Linked DNA regions of Mus musculus: regions 1, 2, 3, 5, 6 and 7 are each linked to region 4. Evidence: chromatin contacts called from public HiCAR-type, Micro-C and promoter capture Hi-C data. All regions are on one chromosome and are shown on one strand. The core of a region is the stretch at or near the end of the contact, and the rest is flanking DNA. Distances in the headings are between cores, read along the strand shown. Region 1 holds the start of Mt3 (metallothionein 3). Region 2 holds the start of Ogfod1 (2-oxoglutarate and iron-dependent oxygenase domain containing 1). Region 3 holds the start of Aktip (thymoma viral proto-oncogene 1 interacting protein). Region 4 holds the start of Mmp2 (matrix metallopeptidase 2). Region 5 holds the start of Mt2 (metallothionein 2). Region 6 overlaps Fto (fat mass and obesity associated). Region 7 holds the start of Irx3os (a long non-coding RNA gene).

Region 1 (2,915 bases), core at 40-2,539, 1.3 Mb after region 4:
CTCAAGGATCACGGGTATTGGGTCTACAAAGGAAAACCCTGGGTGGCTGGGGAAAGAACCCGGTTGGTACGTACACTTGCTATGCAAGCATGAGGAGCTGAGTTCTGATGTTCAGCATCCACATGAAAGTCAGGCACAACTGCACATGCTTAGTACCGCAGCACCGGGAGAGGGGGAGCAAGACAGGGAACCCCCAGCCTGCCACCCTTGCTGACCAGCAAGCATCCAGTTCAGCCAGAGACTCCATCTCGAGGCAGTGAGGCAAAGGGTGATAGAGGACACCAATGTCGTCCTCTGGTCTGTACCTGCATGTGCACCGTCACATACCCCAACACACCCCTCCTTGGCCAAGCCATTTTGAAGTCCACTTGTTCAGCTCAGATTTGGAATAGAAGCTCAGTTCTGTCTGATGGACGATTAGAGTAGGGCTGGGTATCTCACCACTGCATCCCACCTCGTCCCAGGGCATCCCACCCCATCCCACCCCTGACAGCCTAACCCTGAGGCCAAGTATGGTGTTGCACATTCATTATCCCAGCACTCAAGAGATTGAGACAGGAGAACCCTGAGTTCAAAGCAGCCAGCTTGGGCTACAAGAGGATTAAGAGTTTGAGATACTCCCATCTCAAAAATAAGTTAAACAAAATAAATAAAAAATAAAGCTAGCATCGGTGGTGTGCACCTTTGATCCCAGCAGCTGGCAGGTGGATACAGAAGGGATTAAGAGTTTAGGTCTTCCTTGGCTGCAAAACAATTTGTATAATTCCTTGGTTACATAAAAAAAAAGACTAGACTGGACTACCTAAGACTCTGTCTCAATAACAAAGAGAAGCAACCTCGAACTACCTCCAAACAGAGAATGGTGGTCCCTAGTGGGTGTCTCTGTAAAATTTATCTGGGCTAAGGAGGTGCTCAGGGTCCTGTAGAAGGGCTTTATAGGAAATATTGGGACAGAAAAGGCCACGAGTCTTCCCACCAAACTGCAGGTGTCAGGTAGGATCTGTCAGGTCTCCCCTTTCTAGCCTTCTTCAAGCATCTTGGGAGCATCTTTGCTGCTGCTGCTGCTGCTGCTGCTGCTGCTGCTGAGATGATCAGCAGCAGGCTCACTGCTCAGCATCCCGTTTGGACCAAACTGATCAAGACAATCTGGGAGAAGAGGGAGAAGAACCTACGGGAAGGGGCAATACTAATTTGTCTCTCTCAACTTGCAAAGATGGTACTGCGCAGGCACCTTCAGGGAGACGGCTGCAGTGGCAAGGAGTGGACAGCGGACAGGCTACTTTGGTCCTACACTCAGTGGAGACTCGGGACAGCAGTGCACACACACGGAGAGCAGGCGCTGTGCGTGCATAGGGGCGGGCGCCAAGTCGCTGCTTGCGCGCCCCCGCCTGGGGCTATAAAAGCCTTGCCACCTGCTGCCCTGGCTACGTAGCGCATCCGCTTGCCGGGAGGAACCAAGCTACGGCGGCTGCTGGACTGGATATGGACCCTGAGACCTGCCCCTGTCCTACTGGTGAGCCCCTTCCCCCTCCTGCAGCACTTTGCCCTTTCCTGGCAAAGAACCCACTCCTCTGTCTTCACTCAAGGACATTTGGGGGAGGAGTCCCTTCCCCCTACCCCCATCTTTAACCCTGTGATGATGATAATCTTCATTTAGGCATGGGGACGCCAGGTTTCCCTAGTATAATTCTTCGTGTGCTCTCTTAGGTGGTTCCTGCACCTGCTCGGACAAATGCAAGTGCAAGGGCTGCAAATGCACGAACTGCAAGAAGAGTGAGTGCACCCCCCCACCCCCAACCCCTGCCATAACCTCCCGCCGCGCCCACCCCACCCCCACCAGACACTATGAAGCAAAGCTTCCTGCTGCAGACCTTCAGATACCGAGGCTATTACAACCAATGTTAATTAACCCAATGTAAGGGGGATATTTTGATGAATTTCCGGAAGCTATTAAGATAGCCGCTTTGAAAGCTGAGCCCCACTCTTCGATTTTTCCAGAGCCCGAGGATCCCCAAGGAAGAATGGGGGGGTCAGCTTTAAAGTTGTAGTGCCTTGGCCCTTCTTAGGCTTTGTGGGGTCTCCTCAATCTGCTCTTTCCAGATTTCAGCGATGTAATATGCTTGGGGTGAGGTGTAGAGGTAGGACCAGCGCTTTCTTCTTCTCGAGTGTGGCTATGCATAGATCTCACGGATGTGCTGGCCTCGACATTATCCCTGCCCCTTCCCTGCTGCAATTCCGTCTCAGTACCTTTTACATTGGCTTGCCTTTTCCACCAGACCTAACTCTCCCTCTGGCCCAGGCCTGAGCCCAGCATTCCCAGGGAATTCCCTAGCACCCACCCAAAGAGCTGTGTGCTAGTTATAGGGTGACTCTCTACAGAGGCCCGGCAGTCACTGCAGTACCATGGATGCTGAGTCAGACCTGATGTGGCAGTATGAAGGGAGAGCCACCTGTCCTGGGCAAAGCCTGATGACTGTCCAGCCTCCCATACTGCTTTCCTCTGCCCTTTGATGGAGACAGATGCCGACATCAGACTGGGCACATATGTGCGCCCGCGCACACACACACACATTTTATCTACAGGCTGCTGCTCCTGCTGCCCTGCCGGATGTGAGAAGTGTGCCAAGGACTGTGTGTGCAAAGGTGAAGAGGGGGCCAAGGCAGAGGCCGAGAAATGCAGCTGCTGCCAGTGAGGACCCAGACCCTCCCACACAGCCTATGTAAATAGTGCTGGGTGTCCCTGGTGGGGCACAACTGTTGTCTTCCCCCCCCCCCCCCCCCCCGCCGGCTGCCTGCTCCGGGGTGTGAATAAATCCCATGCACAACATGAACCCAAGACTGGTCTCTTTTTCAAGTGCGAAGGATGTGGAAGGGTGGGGGAGGCCACTCAAGCCGGAGATTTAGGCTTCCCACCT
Region 2 (2,809 bases), core at 226-2,725, 1.2 Mb after region 4:
CACAGACACGACTGTCAACTATTTCCACATTTTATAAACCTTGCATTTCATTACCGAAGTTTGCGTGCCATTACTTGTTTTGTCAAAAACAATAGTAGTAGTTGTTCTTGAGAACAGTTCTCAAGAGCTCAACAAGTTTTCAACTTCATGTCACATTTAGTTTTAGGAGGAATGGTTTATTTACTTGAATATGAGAGATTTGTTTATTTATTTGAATATGAAAGGTGAGTCACTAAAATGACTTACACAAACCCCACTCTCAGCAATGTCTTGCACATTTTAAACAAATAACCAGTCTAAACTGGACACTTTTTTCCCATTAGAATCAGCTCCACACTAGGGAATGAGGTACCAAACATTATAAGCTATATCCCAATCTCAATTTCTTGCCACAACAAAATTTTGTTTGAGTGATCCCGAAATGCAATCATCTGCTTAAGACAAAGGTTTGTTGAAAACAAAACAGCCTGCAAACAGGCTGTCGGGACAACATGTAAGGTACCTCCGACCTCTGAAAGTACAACCAGACAACAGAGTGTGTCCTCGCAATTTTAGGTCTACTGGGAGTCTGCAATGATACTGTATGTTGGCACTTTGGTAGACAAGACATACAAATGCAAAAAGGTAGACCAAACAGCGCGAAAATTAATAAAATGTGGCCACTGGATGGAACACTACCCAACATTTAAAGGGGGAAAAAAAAAAACTAGGATGTCAGAGGTTAATCTGGAAAAGTTACTGTAAAAGAAATGTACACCCTACAAAACTGAGAATTGTTCAAATAAACACAAATACATGTGCGATGAAACAACCAGCAACGGATTGAAAGGATACACACATTATGAATTCAAAGCAAACGCAGGTTCTAACCATGGCTGAATGAAGGGAAAGGGGGAAACGAACCTCGCTTTTAAAATAGGAAAACTGCCAAGTCGGGGTCGAGAAACAGGTCTAGGAAAGAAAGCGCGCATCCCGGAAGGGACAACCCGCATCCGGCGTGAGGGAGGAGCGCGCACTGGGAGAGCATCAACGGCCGAGGCCGCGCCGCACTTACAGATTAATGGTGCGCTCCAGGGTGAGGGGCTTGGTCTGCTGGATGTACTTGTTGCCGAACTGGTTGACCCCCCGGGGCCAGCCCGTCTGCGAGCGATTGGGCGGCACCACAGACATGCTGAACAGCTCCGACGCCGGGGACGTGCAGAAAGCGGGGGCCCGGGGAGACGTCCGCGGGGCGGGCAGCGGTTATCTGCGTCCCGCTCAGCAGCCACCACCCGCCATTAACAGTCGAGAGCAAGAGGCGCGGAACACACGCCGGAAGTGAATACGCTCCGGAGGCAGGAAGTTGGGAGGCAGGCCACTGCGACCATTTGACCAATTGCTGGCGGCGTGACGCAATATGTTGATCTCCCATTGGTTATTTTTGTGGAGATCCCGCCTCCCTGTGCTTTACTGCCTTTCCATTGGGTAATGCTGGTGAAATAAGGAAAGAGGGTTTTCGGGAACTGTAGTTTCTGGAGGGAAGTAGCGTCCTGACTTCCTTGGCGTGGGTCTGTGCACCGTGAGAAGATGAACGGGAAGCGGCCGGCGGATCCTGGCCCAGCGCGGCCAATGAAGAAGGGAAAGAAGCAGGTATCGGCAGAGTTTTCGGACGCTGTCACTGAAGAAATCCTGAGGAAGCAGGTGGCTGAGGCCTGGAGCTGCCGGACACCGTTCAGCCATGGTAATGGGGTGCTGTAGGGAGGCGCGGCAGCAAGAGGTGTGGGGAGGATCGCAGCCACCTCCGACCCGGGCGCTGACTGCTGCTCGGTTCATTCCATATTCTGCTTGATTTGGCAAGCCTGGGGAGGAAAATAAATATAAGCTCCGGACACTATGGGGAAGTGGGAGACATGTAGCCTGGGGGTTGAATTCTAGAATCAGAGGTCACTCAGAATCCCTCTGCTGATTGTACGTCATTGGGCAATGCATATAACTTTGCTTAAGGGCCAGTTTCTTCGTTTATAAAACGGAATCGTTAATAGTATTCCCCCTCCGAAAGATGGGATTGACAAACTAATGTTTGTAGACATTCATAAACGTTTCCTTGAGAACCGGTAAATAGCTAGCAAGCGAGGGTCACTCTCCGCTGTTACGTGGACTGTCTAACCCACGCTGGTGTTGAAAGCTGCCAGAGAAGCAAGCACCTGGATTTACCAGTTTTCACGTACCTTGTCGTTGGCCTAAGTGACGCACAAAACCAACATAATCTTGAAAGGAACGATCATTCCAGACATAGCTACAAGTTATTACCTTATACAATGTGACTCTGGCTGGGTGCGTCTTGAATTTTCTCAGACTTGCCGATTGTCTGTTTCATTTGAGTGTTTAAACAGGGGAACCCCTGGGCGCTCAGGACGCAGGCAGAAGATGATTACATAAAATGCAGGCTCCGGCTGCCCAGAGACTTCTCAGTTTCTTTGTCTGTTGCAAAGGCGTAGTGACTATATCATCGATTCCTCAGTTGTAGAGAATATAAATGAAATAATGCTTATAAGGCACCACTGGGTCAAGATTGGTTGTTATTCATAATCTAGTGGAAGTGAAATCAGTTAGAGGTTAAAAACCACCTGTTTTTTTTTTTTTTGTTTTGTTTTGTTTTGTTTTGTTTTTAAACCCAGAAATTTAGGGAAAGAAAGGGTGGTATTAAAGAGAAATAGCCAGCCAGTTTTGCTACTCTTATTATTTGTTTTACTTCGCTCTGGAGAGAATGAGTTAAGAATCTAAAATGTGGGGCTGGAGAGATGGTTCAGTGTTTAAGAGCACTGACTGT
Region 3 (2,778 bases), core at 48-2,547, 1.7 Mb before region 4:
GGGCTTTGCAAACCTGCTTTTAAAGGTGGCTGACACCATAGTGCATCAAAAATTCAAGGAGGGTTATGTTCCTGTTTGGCTCAAATGAAAACTATATATTTTCCTTAAGGACTAGTAACCCACTGCCTAGACACACATGTTTTCTCAAGGTTTTTCTTCACCTCTTGAGAGGCGTGGCATTTCCTATTTGTAAATGTACTGGCACTGGGCACCTTTCATGTCTTCTGCCTTTAAAAATTCAGTACATGGCCCTCAGTTCCTCCAAAAGGTACCATGTACCGTCCAGCGCAGCCATATTTTTAACTCAGTGGTTCCAATAGCAACATAAGCACAAGGAACCGTAGCCAACTTTTCAGAAACTACAGTTTGCTAGATGAGCAATCTACCATAAGCATAGCATGACATCGTCCAATAGTAATGACAGATGTAAGGAAAACAGGTTCCATCCTTATTCGCAGAAAATACCACCAGACTTCCTGCTCCTCTGACTCTTAAAAAAAAAAAATGATTGCATGCATTTACACAGCTGAGCGAAGTCTGCATCTTCACCTATGCGACAGTGAGTATACCGCAGAGGGCCAATGAGACCTAGCTACCATCGTTCTTCTGTGACACAGAGCTAACTAATGTTATCACCCCAAAAAGGGTTTACGAAATTCCACATTAAGAGGCCACCAGACAGGACCGAGGAAAAGTAAACAGCCCGGGCCTCCGACAGCCCGGCTGGCTGGGCAGCTAGCTGGGCCGGGCACCCTGGCCCGGGGCACAATCCCATTTCGGAGCACGTAGAGAATCTGGACAAACCTGTCCCGAGGTGATGTAAGGCTGGTGCCCGGCCCTAGCCTGGAAGCGAGTTGGAGGCTGGCTGGGCCCGCTAGTCTGCAGCCGAGGCCGAGAGCCTGGGGCTTCATGTCAGCCCCTCGCCAGACAGACGGGACCCAGCGCAGGAGGGGCAGACCAAGCGGAGCAGAGCGCCACCAACCCTGCCGCCCTCTTCCTCGGGTGCAGCAGGTGCCTGCAGCGCACAGGTGCGGCCCCGCCCCCGTGTCCCCGCGCGGCCGCCGTCGCCCCGGTCCCTAGCGCACCCCAGGGAACCGAACGCCGGGCCGCGGACACAAACCCTCTGTCCTGACGACTCGGTAGCCACCAGCCCAGAGGTGAGACGCTTACCTGGATGCCCTCGGTGCGGAGCGCTGGGGGCCGAGCGCCACCGCGGGCCAACAGCATCTCCGGCTGTCCTGCAGCCCGGCCCCTGCCGCTCCTCTCCCGCAGAGCCCCGCCCCGCCCTGCCCTCAGCGGGACACGCCCTGGACACGCCCTAGACTGGGCGCTTCCGCTCGGATACCCATGCCGAATGGCTCTCTCTCGCCGTCCATCAAAAACGTACTTCCGGGAGGTGTTGGGGCTTGGAGCTCCGTCCTGCCAATCAAGTTAGCGCCGCTCGGGTGGGGCCGCGCTCGTACCTCCCCCTTACGTAACAGCGCCCAGGGACGAGCTGTCAGTCAAAGAAGCTTCAATCCCTGGGGAGGCTGGGACGAGAAACAAACAGGCACCAGGCCGCCATTGGACGTGGCGTGTGTCAGTCACCATGGATACCCACCCAGAGGTTTATGCGGCAGCCACTATAGCCAGTCTCCGGCAGTGATTGCTGCTAGCTCTTGGCTCCGCCAAGCGTCAGCCGGTATCCAGGCCTGGACTCTGAGCCACTGGCTGGAGAGGGAGGTCTGCAGCTCCCTGGTGGGAGTGATGGGATTTATTAATCAACTTGCTTAGGAGACAATAAGTGACACAGAGTAGAATTTAGCTGAGGTAGTGCTACCTTTACAATAAATCCAAAGTTATCAGGCTTGTTAGAAAGAATTCTGTAAATGTTTCTTCCCGGGGATTGATGTGCATTAGGTTCCATTCCCATAACCAAAAAAAAGACAACCCTGATTTACAACCAGCCATTAAACACATTAGCGTATCAAAGAACGTGTCTCTAACGGATACAAGCATCCTGAAGTTCTGGCCTGACATAAAGCCCCGTTTCTCTGGAGAAAAGCATAATTCTGCCCAGTGGCCAAGATGACCCTCTGTAACGACTATTATCGAACAACACTGATGTACTTAAGAAATAATTCTGGCGCCGGGCAGTGGTGGCGCGCACGCCTTTAATCCCAGCACTTGGTAGGCAGTGGTAGGCAGATTTCCGAGTTCTAGGCCAGCCTGGTCTACAGAGTTCCAGGACAGCCAGGGCTACACAGAAAAACCCTGTCTTGAACCCCCCCCCCCAAAAAAAAAAAAAAAGAAGGAAGGAAGGAAGGAAGGAAGGAAGGAAGGAAGGAAGGAAGGAAGGAAGGAAGAAATCTGGCAATATTTGGCTGTGTAAATCTTAAATGGCCAGACTTGCAGCCTACAGTCTCTGTTTCTACTGTGGCCTGCATCCCTTAGTCCCTACTTGTTACAAGATATGTCTGGCCCCTACTCTAATTTTTCCCCGCCCGGGAAACATGCTGCCTTTCTCCCTAGAAGCCCTTCCCCATGTAACTCAGCCATTTTGGTTACCTGCTCCTTTCAGTTTACCCCTTACTCTCTTAGCCAGTCTCTTAGACCAAGCTGCCTCTCTTGGTTGGCAGCTCCCCTTCTAGCTCTCTGTTTCCACATCTCCTCAGGTGGCGCAGCTCAGTCTGGGGATGTTCACTCTCCCAGATGTCTCTGCCTCTGTCTCTGCACCCCCTTTTATCTGCCATAAACTTTGTCCTTCACCATACCTAACAGCAGTCGCTTCCTTTCCTT
Region 4 (2,742 bases), core at 55-2,554:
TGCCAGGTCTAGGGAACTTTTAAACAAAACCAGAATGTCTGATTTTTACATAAGGCTTCCCAAATTTCAAAATGCTATTCAGCCCACAAGCCACGAGTTTTCAACCCCTGCTTAAGTGAAACAACTTTTTCCGCTTTCACCACTCGCTCTCCAGCTTGGCTCTCTGACTATCCACAAGACTGGGTGGCCAGGAGCCAAATGGGGCTGAGCCAGAGGACAATCGCCCCTCCCCAGAGGTCCTTTCTACCCCCTACTCCCCAAAGCCAGAGCTGTCCCCTCAGATGGCCCAGCTCCCTCCTACAGATTCTGGTCCCAAAAGACTCCTTGCAGCTGACCCTGGCTAACCCACTCTACAGCCTGCTGGGCAAGTCTGAACTTGTCAGAAGACCACTAGATCCAAGCCACTAAGCTTTTTCAAGCCAAGGGATAGAGGACATACTCTACTCCCAGGATCTCCAACTCTGTTCAGGCAGGTGATGCTGGCTATCTCAGCACATGCCCTGGCTTCTTAATTAGATCCTAATCCCACCTCCTTTCCAGATTATCCTTGCTGGCCCCTGGGGCAGGATAACCTTACTTTTAAGACAGGGGGAATCTCCTTTGATAGAGCTTGCTGGAAATGTGTGTTCTGCTCCCACCAGGTACCCCAAGGTGCTCTTCCAGGAACAACTCAGAAGTCACATCGTCCAAGAAGCTTTTCTAGAATGTTCTTATTAGTTGTGTGTGTGTGTGGGGGGGGGAGTAAGTAAGGTCAGACTCAGTTGTCTTTCCTAAGAGAGGGAACATTTCTCAAGTTGGAGTGCTGTGTGCATCACTGTATTGTGTTCTATTGAGGACCACCAGTGAAACCAAGTAAACGTGTAGTTTGGAGAAGGAAGGCTGGTTAGATTCTATTAATTTCTATCTGGCTCTTTCTACTTCTATTCATTTCCTTGAGTGGCTCTATGGCTGATTATCTAACATTTCTGCTTTGGACCATCATGAAAGGTTGGGACCCTCTTGTTTCTAACTTTCACTTTTTGGACTCCTGTGCCCAGGAGCTCAGCGTCCTGATTCCAGTATCCCTCCAAAGGCAAGGCCCTGATCCAATCTTTAAATAAGAGTCTTCAGGACTCGCACCAGTTGTTTAGAGAAAGAGGACCTAGGTGCAGATGTGGAGTGGTAGCCCCCAGTTAGGGAGCAAGAAGGGCCAGGGTAGCTGGAGGCAGAAGGGGGATGGGGAATGGAAGAAGAGGTGGGAAGAAGCTGAGAAAGGGGGTGGGGAGGAGAGGGGCGGGTCGGACCTCACTTCCCCACCCTCCCCTCTCCACCCGGTGCTGCCAGCACTCTTCCAGCCCAGCCGGCCACATCTGGCGTCTGCCCGCCCTTGTTTCCGCTGCATCCAGACTTCCCTGGTGGCTGGAGGCTCTGTGTGCATCCAGGAGTTTAGATATACAAAGGGATTGCCAGGACCTGCAAGCACCCGCGGCAGTGGTGTGTATTGGGACGTGGGACCCCGTTATGAGCTCCTGAGCCCCGAGAAGCAGAGGCAGTAGAGTAAGGGGATCGCCGTGCAGGGCAGGCGCCAGCCGGGCGGACCCCAGGGCACAGCCAGAGACCTCAGGGTGACACGCGGAGCCCGGGAGCGCAACGATGGAGGCACGAGTGGCCTGGGGAGCGCTGGCCGGACCTCTGCGGGTTCTCTGCGTCCTGTGCTGCCTGTTGGGCCGCGCCATCGCTGCACCATCGCCCATCATCAAGTTCCCCGGCGATGTCGCCCCTAAAACAGACAAAGAGTTGGCAGTGGTAAGTTGCTATGCTGGCTTAGACAAATTTAGGAAATAGAAGACGCAGGCCACCCTCCCTCTTCTGACCCCCTCTACTGGCACACAGCCTTGGGAGGAACTTTGGTAAACATCTTTGAGGGTCTCTTTCTTGGCCAGTTGATGGAGAGGTTGGCTTTTGTAAACAACGGGGGTGGGGGTGGGGGTGGGGGGGAGGAGGCTTTGGTAAGAAGAGGCCACTGATAAGTAAGTTGGGGGAGTTCAGGGTACGTCCAAGGGACCAGGAAGAAGCAAAGGAGGGAGATGATTGCCCTGGGAAACATCTGGAAAGGGTTGCTTTTGTGAATAATAGGGACTTTGACTACTTACCTAAGGGATTTGGTTCTAGGAGGGCTTTATAAATGTCTTTTGGACCCAACAGGAGAGCTGGCAACAGAACCTTTGGCAAGCATCTTGTCAGGCCTTTAGGGCAATCAGTTTAAGGGGGAATCTCTTGAAAATGGGGTGTGTGCTTTCGCATATAATTTGTATAAGCCTTTGGCCACAAAAGGATAGCCAAAGCAAGGCTTGGCAAACTTCTGGGAAACTTTGGCACACATCTAGAGACAGGCCTTTGGTGAGATGCTGGAAGGGACCATTTGGCAAGTAATTTGAGGCTGGAGGGAAGCAGACTGTGCATTTTGAGGGATGTCTTGTTTTAATGCAGAAGTTGTCCAGGAGGGTCCAAGGAGAGTTTCTTTGAACTTTTCCCTGGGATCAGAGGACACAAGGAAACAACGCGCCTGGCTGGCAGGCCTGAGGAGCAGGAGCAGAAGGCCAGGGCGCGTGGGGCGGGGGCGGACTGAGCCGGGCTGGGGTCGGCCAGCGGCCAGTAAGACCTCCTTCTTGGCCAGACTCCAGAGCTGCGGCTTAGTTGTTGTGTGAGCGTGCGCCTGGCTCTAGGGCGTCCTGGCAGCAGCATCCATCGCATCCATCACAT
Region 5 (2,708 bases), core at 12-2,511, 1.3 Mb after region 4:
GGAGCACGGGAGCCCAGAAATCAATCCGGTTCAAGTTCATAGCCAGGGCAGCCACAGAAAGTGCCAGGAAGGGAAAGGACACGGTGTTTAATCACACAATCCATGGACAGCCGTGGGCATCCAGTAATGCCTGGAATGAGTCAAGAAGGCATTGCCCCAGTTTTCACTAAGAGCTGCGAGGACAGCCTGTCCTGTTACAACCCACCCACAGCCTCCGTTGAAAGTATCCGAGTCGGCCTGCCGGGAAGCTTCCGGCACCAGTTTCCTGGCTCTGCAGATGACACAGACATTCCAGCTATGACTTCCAGTCTGATTTCAGCAGACTTAAGCAAGTGGGGAAACACCATGTACCTCCAGGGGAAGAAATTTTGGCTGCCATCTCCACCCTTCCCCTCAGCATCCACCCGTGGGTGGAGGTGGGTCGGGTTACGTGGGGCTTTCCATCCGTGTGTTTCAGAACACCACCATCTGGCCCTTCCTACTTGGCAAACACCCTGGCAAAGGGCCCTGGTCCATATCCTCCCAGAATGGACTGCTTTCGTTCTCTTGAATTCCACCTCCAGCAAAGACCCCCACCATTTTTTCCTGTCACTCGCTGCCCTCCCCCCGCCCCCCAAGAGTAAGTCTTAGCACAAGGCTTGTGTCTATGGTCTCTAGTCTCTTGACAACTGGCTGGTGCCTTAGTGGATTCGAACCCTACACTCATCTTGGGCAAGTGACTATGTGACTGCGTCTCCGTTTCCACTTTTCTACGGTGAGAATAATGAACACTCCAACCAGCGTTTGTAAGGAAAAACGACAGCTCTTACGGTGCCCGCAGCACGTGACACGCAGGGGGGCAGGAGTACATCACCAACAGCAGTTAAGCCAGGGGTAGGGCTGGTTTTTGTAACCGGTTCACACTGCCAGCTAAGTTTTCCTGTACGCAGGGTCTCCAAGCCCCGCTTTCACCCAGGTTAGCACACAAGACATGCGCGGAAACTGTGTCCCCGTGGCGTGATCTGGGCGGCCAGAGGTCTCGTCGCTCAGCATCGCCTCTGCACCCGGCCCCTCGGGCCCCGGGGCACCGCAAAGGGCGCGCGCGGGAGCAAGCAGGTGTCCTGGAACCGGTTCCCACCGGATCGCAGACCCTTTGCGCTCAGCTCCTTTGCTCTCAGTCCCTGAGCCCAGAGAAAGGGGGTGTGACTCAGCGCGGGGGGTGGGGGGAGGGCGTGTGCAGGCTCTGTCCCACGAGCAAAAAGAGGGCCGCTTGCAGAATTCGGGTCGTGCGCAGGCCCAGGGGCGTGTGCTGGCCATATCCCTTGAGCCAGAAAAAGGGCGTGTGCAGGCGGCGGGGGCGCGTGCATGGTGCCTTCCACCCGGGCGGAGCTTTTGCGCTCGACCCAATACTCTCCGCTATAAAGGTCGCGCTCCGCGTGCTTCTCTCCATCACGCTCCTAGAACTCTTCAAACCGATCTCTCGTCGATCTTCAACCGCCGCCTCCACTCGCCATGGACCCCAACTGCTCCTGTGCCTCCGGTAAGGGGGACTGCTGACGGGATTTCTGGGAGAGCTAGACAGGCTTTTTGGCCCCTCCTTTAGTAATTACTTTAAGGGTACGACCGGCTACCCCTTCCGAATGAATTCTGAAGCACTCCTGCTCCTTTAAACTAGTCCTTGAGATAGTGGCTCGCCTACCCGGGTGATTTGCCTCACCTTCCTAGGAGAACAGCGTTCAGGTACTCCCGGGTCCCACTCAACCGCGCTCACTGACTGCCTTCTACTTTTAGATGGATCCTGCTCCTGCGCTGGCGCCTGCAAATGCAAACAATGCAAATGTACTTCCTGCAAGAAAAGTAAGTTGGATCTTCTCTGCCATTTCCCCGTCACTCTCCTGGGGTCCCTAGCCCGCCGCGCCGCGCCTTCCCTCCCGGGAGCGTTCAGGTGGTGTGCCTCTGACAAGGTTTCTCGCTCACGTTCAACTCTTCTCTCCCCACAGGCTGCTGCTCCTGCTGCCCCGTGGGCTGTGCGAAGTGCTCCCAGGGCTGCATCTGCAAAGAGGCTTCCGACAAGTGCAGCTGCTGTGCCTGAAGGGGGGCGGAGGGGTCCCCACATCTGTGTAAATAGACCATGTAGAAGCCTAGCCTTTTTTGTACAACCCTGACTCGTTCTCCACAACTTTTTCTATAAAGCATGTAACTGACAATAAAAGCCGTTGACTTGATTAATTCAGCTTGTCTCTGTGCATTGGTTAAGGGCTGGCAGAGGCGTTGAGATGGGACTGCAGCAGCTGAATTTGAGCTAGTCGGATTATATTTCTCTGGACTTTGACCGCCTAGAAAGTGGTCATGCAGAAGCATGCATTGGTCACAGAAATGGGCCATTCCTACTGGGCGTGTGTGTGTGTGTGTGTGTGTGTGTGTGTGTGTGTGTGTGTGTGTGTGTATTGGGGATTAAACCGAAAGCTTCCTGCTTACTAAACCCAGGTGCTCTAATGCGCCACATCCCTACCCCTAATTATTTTCGGTTTTTAGGCTTAAAGTATGAAATACCTGTAAATAAAAATGGGAGTGAGTCAGATATGACGTCTCCCACGAGTAATAACCCCAACACTTGAGAGCCTGAGGCAGAAGGACCACTAACTCTGAAGCCAGCTTGGTCTCAAATTTTGGTGACCTTTGGTTTTGAGGCCAGATCTTAACTGTGTAACCTAAGCTGTCCTTGAGCT
Region 6 (2,700 bases), core at 121-2,620, 1.4 Mb before region 4:
CCATGGCAGGCTGTTTGATCTTGGTTTAATGGCTAAAGCTTTGTATAATTACAAAGAAATCCAAAATCCTACTGGTCTCAAGTGTGCCTGTTTGCAGTTGGACTGCTAGCAGGGAAGTGCCAGGTTTGATTGTGCTAAACCCTGGCCAGACACATGGCAAAGTGGCATGGAGCTCTGACTCCTGACCTTTTGATGGGCTACCAAGGTGTATAATTTCAGGATGCTAAGTGCCCTTGAACACAGCTGAGAGAACGTGGCTTTTTCTTCTGATCAGGAGGGATTTTTGCCTTTTGGAAATGTCAAAGAGTTTGTTATTAGGTCCTCAGAGCTAGGATGTCAGTAGAAAGGGCAGCAAGGGATTTCTAAACTCAGCAGTTGCTCTCGTTAACCTGAGTGGTTGGATTCACTTTCAAAATCAAAGCCTGTGTGGTGGTGCGGGGCAGGGTCTCAGTAAGTAGCATCTCTGGTTCCAGCTGAAGAATCTGGAGCAGCCTGGAGAACTTAGCATCGGCATGCAGGGCAGTGTCAGGGCCACTGGAGAGCTGCTGGGAGTCACTGGTCCTTAGGACAGGCTCTTCCATTCTATCCTGTTACATGCACTGCTTTGATATTAATATCACTTCCTTCAGGTATGTAAACATCCCCCAAGGTCTAGCCATTCCCAGTCACTCCTTAACCATACTTCCCTTTGGCTTCACTTCAGTTGCTTTTGCATTCGTTTGGCAGTTTTCTTCAGGAGACCTTTTCTCATTTGAAACTTGGACTGTATTGTACAGCCCCCAAAATGGTGATTAGAGCTGAGAACTTTAAAAAGTTAAGTCAGTGAGACAAGTAAATTGGTTTTCAAGTTATGTGAAGAGCTTGTGCATGTTATTTTGAATCTGTGGTTTTTGTTGAGTTTTTTTCCCTTAAAAGAGAGGCCTTTGAGACTAAAAAATATTGCAGCTAACTTGGTTGAATGGAGGCCAAGTATTGCCGTCTTAAATAAGGAGAACATGGAAAGTGGCATGTTATCCAGCACACATGAAGGTGGCTCTGCTGGAGACCTGGTCCTTCCCCTAGACAGCTGCTCAGCAAAAGGAGAGATGACAGAAGTCTCAATGATTGAATTACATCGACTCTGAGTTCATTGTCTTTCCATAGTAACAATAGATAGAAGAAGAGTTATTTAACCTGACTCAGAAAGGATGTAAATTGGAGCAGGAGAACTTGTTTTTCATTAGTCAATTTGCTAAAAATGTACAAGTTTGGTAATAACTGGTGTTTGATTCGATGAAGAAATGGGAGTTGTCCTCTGATGGACATGTGAATTGATACCAGGAGGGCAGTTTCACTGTATGAGTCAGAACCCTTCAAAGTCCTGTGAGTCACTGTAGCCTGGGTAATCCCCTGCTGAGAAACTGTCCTGAAGAATCCTGTGCCTTCCTGCATCACACTACGTGCGTGCCCTTTGCCCCCAACCACAGAGATGGCAGGAATGAGACAGTAAAGGAACACAAGAAGACAAGTCGTAGCTGGGTTTGTAGACAAGATGCATTACACACTGGAAGGACCTGAACAGAAAGGGTAAGCAGCTAGATTAAAGCCTCCATCCTACAGAGGGTCTGGATGTTGAGACAGAAAGTAGAATTTAAGAAAGTCAGGAATACAGGTTTACCACTGCAGACGAGCATGGAAGTAACTAACCTGCCCGCCCCCCCCCCCAAACCAGGGTTTGCGGTGAAGGTTCACTTTTTTGAAACGGAAATTGGAAGAAGTCCCATGACCCCAGGAGAGCTGTAGTTTATTTTGATCTGTGGGTCTTAAGGAACAGAAGGGGTGTGTGTGTGTGTGTGTGTGTGTGTGTGTGTGTGTGTGTGTGTGTGTAGAGAGAGAGAATGTAACAAATGTAACACTGTGACAAAGAACATTGGAGTCCTTAAAGAAAAAAAAAAAAAGAAGGAAGGAGGAACAGACAGAGGGATAGCAGAATAGAAGTAAACCTAAGCAGATAATCACATCAGGGGGCTGGAAAGATGGCTCAGTGGTTAAGAACACTGGCTGCTCTTCCAGTTTCTAGCACCCACAGGGTGACTCACAACTATCTGTAAGTCCACTTGCACGGCATCTAATGCCCTCTTCTGGCCTCCACAGGTACCAAGGATATACACGATGCACAGATAACCATGCAGGCAAAATACTCATACACATAAAAATACATTTAAATTTTAAAAACCACATTAGGCTAATGAGATGAATCAATCAATGATATTTTTGCCCTGCAAACAAGAGGACCTGAGTGTACATACACACGAACACACGCACACGTACACACATACAAGCCATCCTTGGCAATGAACATCTATAATTCTAAAAAGCTGGGAGAGCAAAGATAAGAGTATCTCGGGGCTCACTGCTCAGCTTGTCTGGACAGATTGACAGGCCCAGGTCCACTGGACAGATTGGCAGGCCCGGGTCCACTGAGAGACCCTGACTCAAAATACAAGCTGAAGAACAATCACAGAAGGCAGATGCTGACCTCTGACCTCCATGTGCACATACATGCACACAGACATACAAACATGTACTTCACATTCACATGTTCAAAAATATTAAGCACATTTTAAAGATTCAGCATAATTTCTCATAAGCACTTTAGAGACATCACCCCCATCTGCCAGTGTCTACGGATCCACAGGACGCACCTCTTGTTTCCATTTT
Region 7 (2,700 bases), core at 46-2,545, 1.0 Mb before region 4:
GCGTCTCCTCCTGGAGTCGCCAATCACCCGGGAGCCTTCTGGGCGAGGCGGCCCTCCCCCGCGAGTACAGAGCGCCGGGCGGGGCGGGGCGGGACTGGACTCAGTCTCTTCCCGCCCCCTCCTGCCCGCACTCGGAGGGGAGAGCCGAGACCACGAGTGGCGGCTTAGTACAGGGTCACCTAGCCCCTCAGGTCTTCCAACTCCTCAATTCTCAGCCCCCTTCGAAGCTGTAGTTCCGGGTTGGGACAGGACCCTGGACCAAGGCAGGCTTCCGGGGCTTCCCGCCCTCCCCCCCCCCCCCCCGTGGCTCCCTTTGCACTTTTCAGCTCTGGTCCCTAGGTCGTTCTCCAAAGCCTAAGCCTGCAGCTAAAAGAGTGAACGTGCTGCCTGGGAGTTGGGAGTGCTGCCTCTCCGAGCTTTAAAAGACCTATTCTGTGCTGGGTGGGGGGAGGGCGGGGGAACCCCGCAGTTTGCTACATTTACACCTCCAGGGTACCTTGTTGAGAATCCTCACAAGAAATAGTGAGTTTGGCGCCTAGGTGGTCTGGTGGAACAAGCAAGGAGTTGGTGGAGCTCCTGGCTATGGAGTGGGGGAGGAGCAGAGAAACTTAGAGCCTAGGCTCTGGGAACTTTCCGAAAGCTCTTCCGAGAAGTTTCTATGTTGGTGTGATTTTTTTTTTTTTAATTGCGACCATTCATTTCACTATCCCCCTCCCCTTTCCGCTCTCTGGTCCCCAGACCCAGCGTTTTTCTTTTGGCGAGAATTCCCCCAGAGCCGTAGAGAGTGTGCATTGTGGGGGCGGGGAGCAAGACTTTGGTTTTATGGTAGGATATTTCCTAAATCTAACTTGAAATGTGAGTGTCCAAGTGCCCACCGTCACGGATTAGTGTGTGCAGTGGAAAGTCATACTGAAATTCCCGGGATAGCTGGAGCTCCCAGATAAGGCTGTAGCGGCGACCCACGCGCGGGCCAGGCCTGCTGTGGGCCTGCGGACTGAACAACTCCCCGGCTGCGATTCTTCAGTAGAGTGAAGAGCCCTAGCTTAGAGGCAGAAAAACCACCCCAAGGGCCTCCGACTGAACTAAGAATCAAACCGGAACTCGCCAGCTTGGAGGAATCTAAGGGTCCCGGGCTGGCCGGGCTCTAGTGTGAATACAGTTAGGGAATGGATTTCTTTCTCCCTGGCCCTGGCCTCCAGTTTTGACCCCCATGTCCCACCTCTGGCTGCATTCCACTGACCTTAGGCTCCAGGAGGTACTAACTCAGAAAATTAGTGGGAGAAACACAAACAGAAGTTTGGGGAGCTACCAAGTCTAGGGTTCGATGTCAGCATGTGGGGTCTTCCTAAATTGAATCTGTGCAGCTTCTCTGTGGTCTCCTGGTCTCCTTGCCTGGTGCTGGAGGTTGGCTTTAAGGTGAGCCTGGACAGAGGAGGCATAGTAGGATCAGCTCAGGCCTTCGAATGGCTTCCCCGCAGCCTGATTCCGTTTCTGGTTAAACCTGTCACAGGAAGCCAGGGCTCACCTGCTCAAGCAAAGGTCTTAGGGTTGTAGAATAGAGGTGACATTATTTTCCAGGATCTTTCCTGTGTATAGGATGGTGAGTCTTTTAAGACAGCCGGGACGACCTACCTACACAGAACTGGACCAGACCAATGGGCGACAGAGCCAGATTGCAAGGTGGGCGAAGGGGTTTCGCTGTACATGTCTGGGCAAAACCACGAGTATTTCATTCCTTTTTGTTTGTTTGTTTGTTTTGTTTTGTTTTTCAGAAGGGAAAGAAAAACAAAACGCAACACCACACAACAACACCACACAAGAGCCTCTGAGATGCTCCTTCCTTCCTTACTGCATTAACCAGCTATCGACCTGGTTGTGTCCGATTGCGATGATGGGCTGAGAGAAAGAACACCGGAAGAGCCAGGCTGTTCTCAGGAAGGACTCACGCCGGCCACGGGGCCGCCCCTGGCCCAGAGGGTGAACCTCTAGACCCAGGCATGAACCTAAGAACCTCGCTTAATTAGATTCCTCCAGGCATCCCAGGCCTGGAGTAGAAACAGCTACCAGTTACCCCGTGACCAACTGGGAAGAGCTTTGGTCTGGCCCTGAAATCAGCAACCCACGCCGGGACCCAGTATCCCAAGCGACTGGAGTCACTGCATGGCTCTGATTCCTCAACAAGACCAGGCCAGTGGAACTCAGCTCTTAGACTAAACTCGCGAGTCCGCGGAGAGCTGAAGCTTTTCATGGGATTTTTAATCCAGGAGATTAGGTCAGACAGACAGATTCGCACAGAGAGTGAGGAGAAGCAGGTGCATCGGGAGTTGATTGGGGAAAGACCTGAGCGCAACAGCAGGAGACCAGCAGGAGCTTCTCCCTCACCCCCTCTTTCTCCCAACAGGCACAGTGCACAAAGCGCTCGCCGCGGACGCTCTGTGGTCTGGGATCAGGGCGCCAGGAGCATACAGAAAAGGTGTACGCCGAGGACACGTGGCGCACGAAGCTGTGCGCGCTGGAGGACAACTACAAGGGGTGCCCTATGTGTAGCCAGAGGCCCACCAGCTTCGGGGTCGGACACTCCGAACCACCAGCCCCCATCTCTTCCCTCCCCTGGTCCAGCTCCCCGATGTGCCCGTGCCCCCCGTCGTTGGGAGCTTCTGCAGCTGTGTCTCCCAGCTCGGACAGAGTTCACTCCTTTCC

The links. Promoter capture Hi-C pulls out the DNA fragments that hold promoters and counts their contacts. Hi-C and Micro-C count contacts between places; a contact is called where the count stands out from the background. HiCAR-type assays count read pairs that join an accessible place to other places.
Region 1: a promoter capture Hi-C map of embryonic stem cells shows a contact between it and region 4, with 3 times the contacts expected there. The contact joins the promoter of Mt3 here to the promoter of Mmp2 in region 4. A contact is called at or near these places in 3 of 39 promoter capture datasets (embryonic stem cells, pre-B cells and stem cell-derived epiblast-like cells).
Region 2: a contact with region 4 is called in a HiCAR-type map of astrocytes, with 2.4 times the contacts expected there. The contact joins the promoter of Ogfod1 here to the promoter of Mmp2 in region 4. A contact is called at or near these places in 1 of 39 promoter capture datasets (neutrophils) and 3 of 115 datasets of contacts at active chromatin or transcription factors (astrocytes, embryonic forebrain and large pre-B cells).
Region 3: a promoter capture Hi-C map of the HPC-7 cell line shows a contact between it and region 4, with 5 times the contacts expected there. The contact joins the promoter of Aktip here to the promoter of Mmp2 in region 4. A contact is called at or near these places in 4 of 39 promoter capture datasets (the 3T3-L1 cell line, 3T3-L1-derived adipocytes, the HPC-7 cell line and 1 more).
Region 5: a promoter capture Hi-C map of embryonic stem cells shows a contact between it and region 4, with 4 times the contacts expected there. The contact joins the promoter of Mt2 here to the promoter of Mmp2 in region 4. A contact is called at or near these places in 5 of 39 promoter capture datasets (the 3T3-L1 cell line, cranial neural crest, embryonic stem cells and 2 more) and 2 of 115 datasets of contacts at active chromatin or transcription factors (astrocytes and embryonic forebrain).
Region 6: a promoter capture Hi-C map of the 3T3-L1 cell line shows a contact between it and region 4, with 6 times the contacts expected there. The contact joins the enhancer-like site here to the promoter of Mmp2 in region 4. A contact is called at or near these places in 6 of 39 promoter capture datasets (the 3T3-L1 cell line, cranial neural crest, hippocampal neurons and 2 more) and 1 of 484 Hi-C or Micro-C datasets (palatal mesenchyme).
Region 7: a contact with region 4 is called in a Micro-C map of embryonic stem cells, with 3 times the contacts expected there. The contact joins the promoter of Irx3os here to the promoter of Mmp2 in region 4. A contact is called at or near these places in 2 of 39 promoter capture datasets (embryonic stem cells and pre-B cells), 1 of 484 Hi-C or Micro-C datasets (embryonic stem cells), 2 of 115 datasets of contacts at active chromatin or transcription factors (embryonic midbrain and embryonic stem cells) and 1 of 9 other capture datasets (embryonic stem cells).

What each region holds. Positions count from the first base shown.
Region 1 is chr8:94,151,318-94,154,232 of GRCm38.p6, forward strand. It overlaps Mt3 (metallothionein 3), which reads left to right and starts at 1,290. Exons shown (of 3, transcript NM_013603.2): 1 at 1,290-1,513; 2 at 1,708-1,773; 3 at 2,584-2,831. The coding sequence starts at 1,483. The coding sequence ends at 2,693.
Region 2 is chr8:94,035,723-94,038,531 of GRCm38.p6, forward strand. It overlaps Ogfod1 (2-oxoglutarate and iron-dependent oxygenase domain containing 1), which reads left to right and starts at 1,476. Exons shown (of 13, transcript NM_177767.4): 1 at 1,476-1,720. The coding sequence starts at 1,567. It overlaps Nudt21 (nudix (nucleoside diphosphate linked moiety X)-type motif 21), which reads right to left and starts at 1,317. Exons shown (of 7, transcript NM_026623.3): 1 at 1,055-1,317. The coding sequence starts at 1,170.
Region 3 is chr8:91,132,730-91,135,507 of GRCm38.p6, forward strand. Aktip (thymoma viral proto-oncogene 1 interacting protein) reads right to left here and starts at 1,298. Exons shown (of 10, transcript NM_001302266.1): 1 at 1,171-1,298.
Region 4 is chr8:92,825,993-92,828,734 of GRCm38.p6, forward strand. Mmp2 (matrix metallopeptidase 2) reads left to right here and starts at 1,305. Exons shown (of 13, transcript NM_008610.3): 1 at 1,305-1,785. The coding sequence starts at 1,633.
Region 5 is chr8:94,171,357-94,174,064 of GRCm38.p6, forward strand. Mt2 (metallothionein 2) reads left to right here and starts at 1,262. Exons shown (of 3, transcript NM_008630.2): 1 at 1,262-1,519; 2 at 1,771-1,836; 3 at 1,980-2,211. The coding sequence starts at 1,492. The coding sequence ends at 2,071. Gm39227 (a long non-coding RNA gene) reads right to left here and starts at 299. Exons shown (of 3, transcript XR_879107.2): 1 at 1-299.
Region 6 is chr8:91,394,486-91,397,185 of GRCm38.p6, forward strand. All of the region lies in intron 1 of Fto (fat mass and obesity associated), which reads left to right. Among named protein-coding and RNA genes, the nearest start is that of 4831440D22Rik, 72 kb to the right of the region's middle. Within about 2 kb of position 1,371, at least 118 of the 459 cell types and tissues checked have an H3K27ac peak or open chromatin away from gene starts, as enhancers often do.
Region 7 is chr8:91,802,041-91,804,740 of GRCm38.p6, forward strand. Irx3os (a long non-coding RNA gene) reads left to right here and starts at 1,296. Exons shown (of 4, transcript XR_003947581.1): 1 at 1,296-1,680; 2 at 1,773-2,700.